Linked DNA regions of Acanthopagrus latus: region 2 is linked to region 1. Evidence: chromatin contacts called from public Hi-C data. All regions are on one chromosome and are shown on one strand. Each heading gives the region's core, a stretch centred on a gene start, on an enhancer-like site or on the middle of the called end of the contact. The rest is flanking DNA. Distances are from core to core; before and after follow the strand shown.

Region 1 (4,333 bases), core at 1,016-3,515:
AGGACAGGTGCCAGCTGGTTAACACAGGCCTTAACGACACGACCTGTGACCCCATCTAGACCTGCTGCCTTCCTGGGATTCACTCTCCTAAGTGTCCTCCTCACGTCGTGCTCCGTCACGGTGAGTGCCGTCTCCTCTCTGCCGGTGTTTCGGATTAACGCGGGGCTGTGTTAACTGGCAACCGTCAGCCGAATGCGTCTGTGGTCACCGTGGCTACAACAGATGTTGAAAACGGGAAGAGAAGACGTAGCTGCCCTCAGATCTGCCTCTTTGTTCAGGTTTTCTCTGGTCAAAACACACCTGATACGTGTTCGGTCTGCTGTTTGATTAAACGTGTCTGACCCTCAGTCGCTGTATCTAAGTTGCTGGTTGTTACGGAGGACGTTGTAAACAGGAAAATGGAGAGCTGCTCTTCCTGTGAATGTTTCTATCTCTAATAAACCTTTATTAAAAACACGTACTCGTGACTTCTCCCTGTCTCCCTGTAAACACGCATCACACAAGGGAACTATAAACCTTGTAAATAAAATAAAAGTTTAAAAAAAAAAAAAAGAATTACGGGACTTGAACTTACATTCACTGAGGGACAAAAACACAATCGCGGCAGCCAAACCACTCTGCCAATCAAATCACGCGGGTACATTGCGGTATGACCTATTTCTCTCTTCACAGCGGACACACAGACACCTCTGGGTCGCAGAAGAAGGCCAGATCAACTTGTGACCGCAGCGTCTGTTCACCGTGTCTGTACGGTGATGATTTATAACACAAATAAGCATAACCTTTATGAAATGCACTTACTCGTCTTTACTGTCTATTTGAGTAAATATTCCTCACACAGAAGAACAATGGAACCCTTTTAAACAAAACAAAAAAATAAATAAATAAAACATGGGACTCGAACTTAGACTCAGTGAGGGAAAAAAGTCCACCAACCCACTACACCAGACTAACTACAGTTTTACTTACAGCCTAACCTTTTAGCATAAGCACAGACACCTTTTGGACACAGAAGGTGGCAGGTCAGTTTGTGACCACAGTGTCTATGCACCAAAAACATGATCAATGTATGTTCGTATCAGTAAGATTATGTTATAGGCCACTTTAACTGTGTAGGAATAACACTTGCTGAATACAAGGCTGCCTCTTACAACGTTCGCAGGGCACTTAGGGAGGCTAAACGGCGATATGGGAGGAAGCTGGAGTAGCAGGGGGCTATGGCACCGGTAATTACATCAGCTCATTGGCCAGTCGCATCAAAGCGGGCATAAAATTTGTTTAATTCGTCGGCGAGAGATTTGTCAGCGTTCATCAGAGGAGCGCGGTCTGGTTTGTAGTCCATGATAATCCATATTCCTTGCCATAGCCCCCTGCTACTCCAGCTTCCTCCCATATCGCCGTTTAGCCTCCCTAAGTGCCCTGCGAACGTTGTAAGAGGCAGCTTTGTATTCCTCAATATTGCCGGTTAACAGTCCCGCGTTATAGGCAGCGGTGCAGGATCTCAGAGCATGGCGAACAGTGTTATCCACTCACAGCTTCGCAGAGAACTACAGGAATACTATATAACTACAGTAATATTATATAACTACAGTAATACTACACAGAACTACAATAATACTGCAGAACTACAGTAAAACTACACAAAACTACAGTAATACTACACAGAACCACTGTAATACTACACAGAACTACAGTAATTCTTCGTATTTCGGCGAGCCGAACTGGATTCATGACAACAGATCAGTTTTAAACGAAGTTAAAATAAAATTTTGTTGAGTCAGGTCAGATTTTAAGTCTGACATTTCGGTTCTGTCTCTGCAGAGGAGCAGAGTCCAATTTCAGTGTCTGCATAAAGAGTTCGGTGATGTTCGGTGGTTCTGGTTAGGTTAGGTTAGGGTTAGGCCACCTGTCGCCGCAGTGAGAGTGTGTCAGTGAGGCGACATGCAGCAGGTGTGTTCAGATGTGTTTAGATGTGCCAGCCCGTACCTTTCTCTGGATCTCCCACACGTTGATGAAGTTCTTGCCCTGCTGGGCCGACAGCAGGTACTGGCCGCCGAGGACGGTCAGTCCCCGGGCGGAGCTGTTCCCTCCGCGGTAGGAGAGCAGACTGGAGCCGCTGTGCAGGTCGAACACGGTGCTGTTCCACAGTTGAGAGCCGGAATCACTGCTCACAATTACCTCCAGAGGAGCCGCCATGTTGGCTCCACAACAACACACCGCACAATACACACGCGGGGAGCCGGCGGGCTGTAAGCAGCACAGTGACGTCACTTCCTGGACAGGGTGCATGATGGGAGATGTAGGAGCGAGGTCCTGGTGACAGAACTGGTTAATGTGGGACAGACGGGCTGAGTGGACTGGACGCCGATAAATCATGTGTCGAGAATCTCTAAGGAATGATGATGTCAGTCAAACTCACGGATTCATTAACCGCCATCTTTAAAACTTATCAACTAAATTTTTTAACTTAAATTTTTTTCTCACTGGACTTTAAACTACTAAATTAAATGCTTTTCATCAGGGATTGTTAGTGATTTAGTCAAAATGTCTTCCCATTTAGTTTTTTAACCAGAGTTTTTTCAGTCAGTTCTTGCTTTGTTTCTATTTTTTCCATCAAAATCTATTCATTATATTTTCTCATTTTAATGTTTGTACATGATACTTCTCAGAAAACTTAAAAGGAACAAAAGTAGACAGAAGTTTTCCATAAACAGATTTATTAATGAACAACCAGTTCCACATCACAATCAGCTGCAATTCAGAAACTAAATACAAATGAAAAAAGGGTCAGTACGCAAGAAGTTTCTGTACGTCAGGAAGCTGTTTAAAAAAAATAAAATCTCTGCTCAAAAAGAAACTGCAAGCCCTGCCTCCTCTTTGCAGATTGGCTGAGAAATCAGTATCAGTCACCTGATAGAGAGTTTAACTCTTTTGTTTTACATAATCCAAATATGTGACATAAAGCTTTAATAATTATATATGTGATATATGTTAATAACATCTGCAGAAGAACAAACTGCTTCTCTTTGTTTAAAACAAACAACCTACAGTGACTCCACATGTTTCTGTAGTTTCAAACACATGGACCACAATCCAAACTCTACTGATGTCATCAACGTGAACAAGTGATTTCGTACAGCCTGAAAGAAACTGAGCATGCTGGGAAAAAAATAAACTTACATCAACACAAACGCAAAAACTCAATTTCCTGAAACTGTTCGGCTCGACTGACTACTACAAAAAAAAACAAAACAAAACTTGTCTGACTCGTTTCCTCGTTAGAGACTCAACACTCCTTCCTGCTCTACTCTCTACTTGTGTCCCTTGCTGGTCTTGAAGGAGACTTGCAGGACTTTGTCTCCCAGTCGGTACCCATTCAAGCTGTGGATCGCCATGGCAGCCTCCTCGTAGTTTGTCATGGTAACGAAGCCGAAACCTTTGCACTTGTTGGTATTGAAGTCTCGGATCACCTTCACATTGACGACGGCGCCGAATGGCCCGAACATCTGCCACAGGATGGCCTCGTCCGCATCCTGACCCAGATTATAGATAAAGATGCACCAACCGCTGGATGCGTTCCCAGAGACTCCGCCCCCACTGCCCATGTGGTCAACGCTCATTGGGGAAAACCTGGAGGGAAATAAGAAGTATCATGAAAGTAATTGAGCATTATCTCAGTAATCTGATTACTTTGGTTACAGGAAACTAATCTGTTACAGGTGGATCTGCCTTTGGACAACAGTCAGATGCGCGTACCTGAACCTCTGGGCCTGGTGATGGACAGGTCCTCCAAAGCGCCGTGATTGGCCGTGGTACATCTGTGACATCATCTGGGAGTTACGGGCCTGATTCGGGTTGGCAGCAAACTTCACCGTGATTGGCTCAGAGCTGCCCGGGGGCGTGTGCCCATTCAGGTGTTTGACAGCGTCTTCGGCCTCGGAGCGCTTATCAAACCGGATGAAGGCAACGCCCCGTGACAGACCTAGAGAGTCAATAATATTAAAAGGAGAGAGGGGAGTGTAAACAACTGAAGGGATGTGATTGGTCACATGACCGTGTGATGTCATGACTGTATGTCACATGACTAGGTGTTACCAGAGGCCTGGTCCACCAGCACTCTGGAGTTGATGATGTGGCCGTAGCGACTAAACATGTCCTCCAGGTCCTGCTGACTTAGCGTCCGTGGCAGCCCGCTGATGTATAGATTAGCATCTTTGATCATATCCGAACTTGGTCGCGCGAAAGACACCTGCAGGGAGGAAACAGGATGTGTCTCAGTCTGCTGTCATAACAACTAGAAAGGATTCAAATGAACAACATCAAACAAAATAAA
Region 2 (4,333 bases), core at 1,085-3,584, 140 kb before region 1:
AGGAGGAAGAGGAGGAGAAGCAGAAGGAAGTGAAAAGGATCAGAAAGTCGTTTCAGTAGAAATTAAACCTTCAGCAGGAGGAAGTGATCCTCCATCCAGCCCTCCAATCAGAGGGCTGCAGCCGGCTGAGGCTGTGCCCTTGGAGGGGGGGCTCTTGGAGGTGGCCCCCCCACAGACAGACTGCCCCCTCCCACAGAGGTCAGGTATAGACTGCAGAGCAGAGCAGCAGAGGCCGTCCTGAGAGTCTGACGTCATCACTTGTCCGACAGGTGCTTCAGTCTGTCAGCTGATCAGCTGTGATTGATTAGTAATCGGCTCATCCACATCTTTATTTTAAACAAATGCCTGATTAATTGTTTAGTTCAGTGTTTCCCAACCTGAGGGTTGACAATACAGGTGGTCACAGGAAGAATTTTAGGGTCCAAACATTAAATAACAGCAATTTTTCATGTGTTCAAATTATAACCGAGACTCTGATTGGTTCATCCAGTCAAGGATCATTCAGTTAATCTGAGTCCCGTTCAGTTTAGTGACCCCAACACAACAGCTGAGACTCAGTTCACTGACAGGAAACAAGAAAAAAGACATGATGGATCGCTTTTCCGATCAGATCCTACAACATACGGTTGCTGTCAGATTACACCGGGTGCGTCCGTGTCGCATTACGGGTGTAACATGATCACGACTGTTTAGCCGCATCACGGCGTGTTTCAGTCATTGTCCGTCGGTCTGTCAGTCAACGCGTCATCTTCCACACACCAGATTCTAAACGTCTGTCACAGGAACAAAGTAACAAACTGAAACTGATGTGAATTTGATCAGAATATTTGGAGGTCAAACAAGTTTTGTTTTTTTTCAGAATCTCTGTGAATCTGAAATAATAAATCTCTTCAGACATGACAGTCAGTGAACGCATCACAATTTGTCTTCATCACCTGAAGCTTGTCTCTATTTAACATTCACTCAATGTTCTCCTGACACCGTCCTCAGGTCCTGTGTGTCACCACTTACGAGCTCACACACACACACACACACACACACACACACACACACACACACACACACACACACAAAATCACAATGTCCTGCTGCCACAAACACTCACCAGAGCACCAAATGTGGATTCATTTGCCCTGAAAATAGTACCCAACAGAAGCACTATTTCCTTTTGTGTGTGTGTGTGTGTCGCGCACAGACTCACATGATGGTAAAAACAAGTCTGAATTTCTTAACACAAGCTGAACACTGAAACTTATTTTATTGATCATTTTTATCAGTTATTGATGAGTTATTGATCAGCCTGATCACGTTCTGACAGACTGAAGCATGAACTCTGAACTGTTATTTTCTGTTTCCATCTGCTTTTATTTTGAAGAAACAGACTCTGAGAACAGGAACTAGTTTTGGAGCATGGCGGTGGTTGGACTGATTGACTTCCATTCAGAATGGATGCCTTATCAATAATCCTCAGACTGTCAGCAGCCCAGCAAGCTGATTGGTTGTGCAATATGATGCCAGCTGTGTCACACGTCAGACTCTGCCTTCAACAGAGGGACAGGCCTTTCACTGTGATGCTCTCAGGGGACTGAAGGTGCTTTCAGGTGCTCCTCGTCAGCTCATAAATGTCAGCGTTGTCTCTATGGAGCTGCCGACCTCAGACACAGGAAACCCTCCCAGCTCGTCTGACTGAATGATTGAGATAATTGCAAGTATTTAAACATCACAGAATTGAAAGTTAAACAACAGAAATAGTAACAAATCAATAAAATGTTGTCAATAATATCCCAAATATATAAATATTGATAATCAATAATAGTAAGAACAAAAATAATTATCATAACATAATGATCATAATCATTAAGAATTTGTCCGTCTTTCTTTCAGAAATAATTTCTGTATAAACACAACAGACATTTCAGTGAAACGTTTTTATCTTCGCAGGAAAATGATCGATTAACAAAATCATTCAGGTGTGTGTTTGATTAGTATTCAATGAATTTAATGGGTATTGACTGAGTTTATTCAGCTGACACGAGTCACCTGAACGCAGCGTTCACCAGGCGATTGGACAGACGCCTCCTCGTCACGTTTTTCTGTGTGTTGGGGTCTTTTTCAGTTGGTGTCGCGTAGGGGGCGGAGCCTGAAGTGTGACATCACCAGACTGGGGTTTGGGGGGTTGTTGGGGGGGGGGTTTGGTTGTTTTGTTCTTCGTGCCTCTCTGCTGGATGACTGTAGCCTCATTAGTTGATCTGAAACTCATCAAACTGTATTTAACTGTCCAGTAAAACCAGTAAAAGCAGTGCACAGCAGCCTGTTGGCACAACAACCGTGTGAATGTCTTATTTTCTCCTTCAAACAGATGAATGAAACAGGGAGTTCATTTTGATTATGAACCAGGTCATTAAGATTAGATTAAAAATCCTATTAATCATTGCTGATGATGGTGAGCCAGAAGTTGGTTTGACATTAAGTTAAATGAGATTTAGTCAAAATATTATGTGGTGAGTTTTTGATCCAAGGTTTTTTTTTTCTTCAGTGAAATAAAGTTTAATTTTGTATCTTTTTTTAAACACGATTTTAAAAAATACTAAGAAGTGTCGTAAATCTCCAGCTCAGTGACTTCTGGTTGAGGCATTTGAATTAATATTGAAGCTACATTAAATTGTGTGTATTTTGTTTTATAATTAGTGGTGGTATTTATACCTCAGCCTGGTTCATTAAACCAGTTTCTTTCATATCGCTGCCTAATTTAACTGTGACGACCTCCCAGATGTTCAGGTCAAACCTCAGACGCACCGCCGGGACTTTTACTGATTAAATTTTTTTTCATTCACACTGAAGCTCAGTGTTGATTCTCCACTCATTACCAGAGGGATTTTTTAATTTACCTTAGACTTTCGGGTGTGATTGTGTGAATGAATACATGCTGTAAATGATCCTAACGGTTTCTGGATGTTGATGACAAATGTTAAAAATAATCCAGTGAGAAATGTGACACTGGTGAGAACACAGAATCACTGACAGGATGACATTTAGCTCAGAGTGGCTTTTAGTACGTCCATCAATTTATCAAAAGTTAGTAAGTTTTCATCATGTGAAGACGTAGTGTGTCCCGTCCTGTGAGCTCAGACAGCTCGCTGCTCCACCAACATTGTTGTCTTTTCACTACATGTGTGTCAAATGTTTTCACCTACAGAGTCCAGCTGGTGTCTCAGAGCAGGACATCATCTGTCTGCTGCTGTCGGAGCTTTGAGCAGATGTCGGTCGTCATGTTGAACATTTTCCTTCATCAAGTCACCACATCACCTCAGCGCCACACACACACCCCTCTCCTGAAGACAAAGAACCAGAATCAGGGATCAGGGACATTAACAAAGGACTCACAGTTTCCTTATTTTCCTGAAATATATCTGTCATCATGCTTTGGATGTGGAAACCTGCCGGAATGTGTTTGTTTCTGTTGTCCTCCAGATAAACCTTCAGATGTGTTTTGATCTTGCTTCATAAACTGAAGCAGAACCAGAACCAGGACTAGTTCTTCAGTGTGATGTCAGGTCTCCTGCTTTGAAGCCTGATGTATTCACTTTCACACACATCCCTGAGGAGGTGATGTGGACTTGACTGAGCTCAGGTAAACCAGACACACCTGTTTGCTTCTGTCCTACAGACAGAACCAGGACTGGCCCATGATCCGTTTACAGCACCAGTTATTCTCAAGATGAAGGATTTGATGTGGATGGACCATGTCTCCATGTGTCCTCTGTCTCTCTAACACGTCTTGTTAGTTCTGTTAATAAAACAAATTCTCAGTTTGAGAATTATCTGCTCTTGTTCATCAGTAACCTCTTCAGATATATTGATTTGAACCACTCAACCAGGAAGAGCAGCAATCGCTTCAAGGTGTGATGATCAGTGGAGCTGATCCAGACTTTTATCAAACTGGTTCTGTCTCTTGAAGACACCATCTGTCTGTCTCTTTCTGTCTGTCCTCACTTGTTCCCCTCACTGATCACAGTTATTGATGATTGGGTTGTGTGTTCATCTATTTTTAGACGACCTATTTCTTAGTGGAAAGTTCTGTCTTCTAAAAACATTTTAAAAACCACCAGTGACCTGCGGCTCGTCACCACCTGACCAGAACCGAAACCAGGATACCAGTAGCAGCTAATCAGAGGCAGAGGTGGGCAGAGCAATTGAATATAAAAGAGGTGGAAACCACCAAAGTATTATTGAGTTATTAGTGTTGATCAGTTTTATTATCGATCAGTGTACTGGTGGAGAAAATCTGAGAGATGAAGGTAAGAACCCACTGGGAACACTGTGTCTGCAGGGT

What was found. Hi-C and Micro-C count contacts between places; a contact is called where the count stands out from the background.
Region 2: a contact with region 1 is called in a Hi-C map of muscle, with 2.5 times the contacts expected there. The contact joins the promoter of LOC119028864 here to the promoter of wdr18 in region 1. A contact is called at or near these places in 4 of 4 Hi-C or Micro-C datasets (liver and muscle).

What each region holds. Positions count from the first base shown.
Region 1 is chr11:59,812-64,144 of fAcaLat1.1, reverse strand. wdr18 (WD repeat-containing protein 18) reads right to left here and starts at 2,265. Exons shown (of 10, transcript XM_037114176.1): 1 at 1,987-2,265. The coding sequence starts at 2,196. It overlaps LOC119028331 (ELAV-like protein 1), which reads right to left. Exons shown (of 8, transcript XM_037114177.1): 6 at 4,096-4,249; 7 at 3,757-3,991; 8 at 2,697-3,630. The coding sequence ends at 3,312.
Region 2 is chr11:195,963-200,295 of fAcaLat1.1, reverse strand. It overlaps LOC119028864, which reads left to right and starts at 2,334. Exons shown (of 11, transcript XM_037115253.1): 1 at 2,334-4,180. It overlaps tmem259 (membralin), which reads left to right. Exons shown (of 12, transcript XM_037115249.1): 12 at 1-1,358. The coding sequence ends at 241.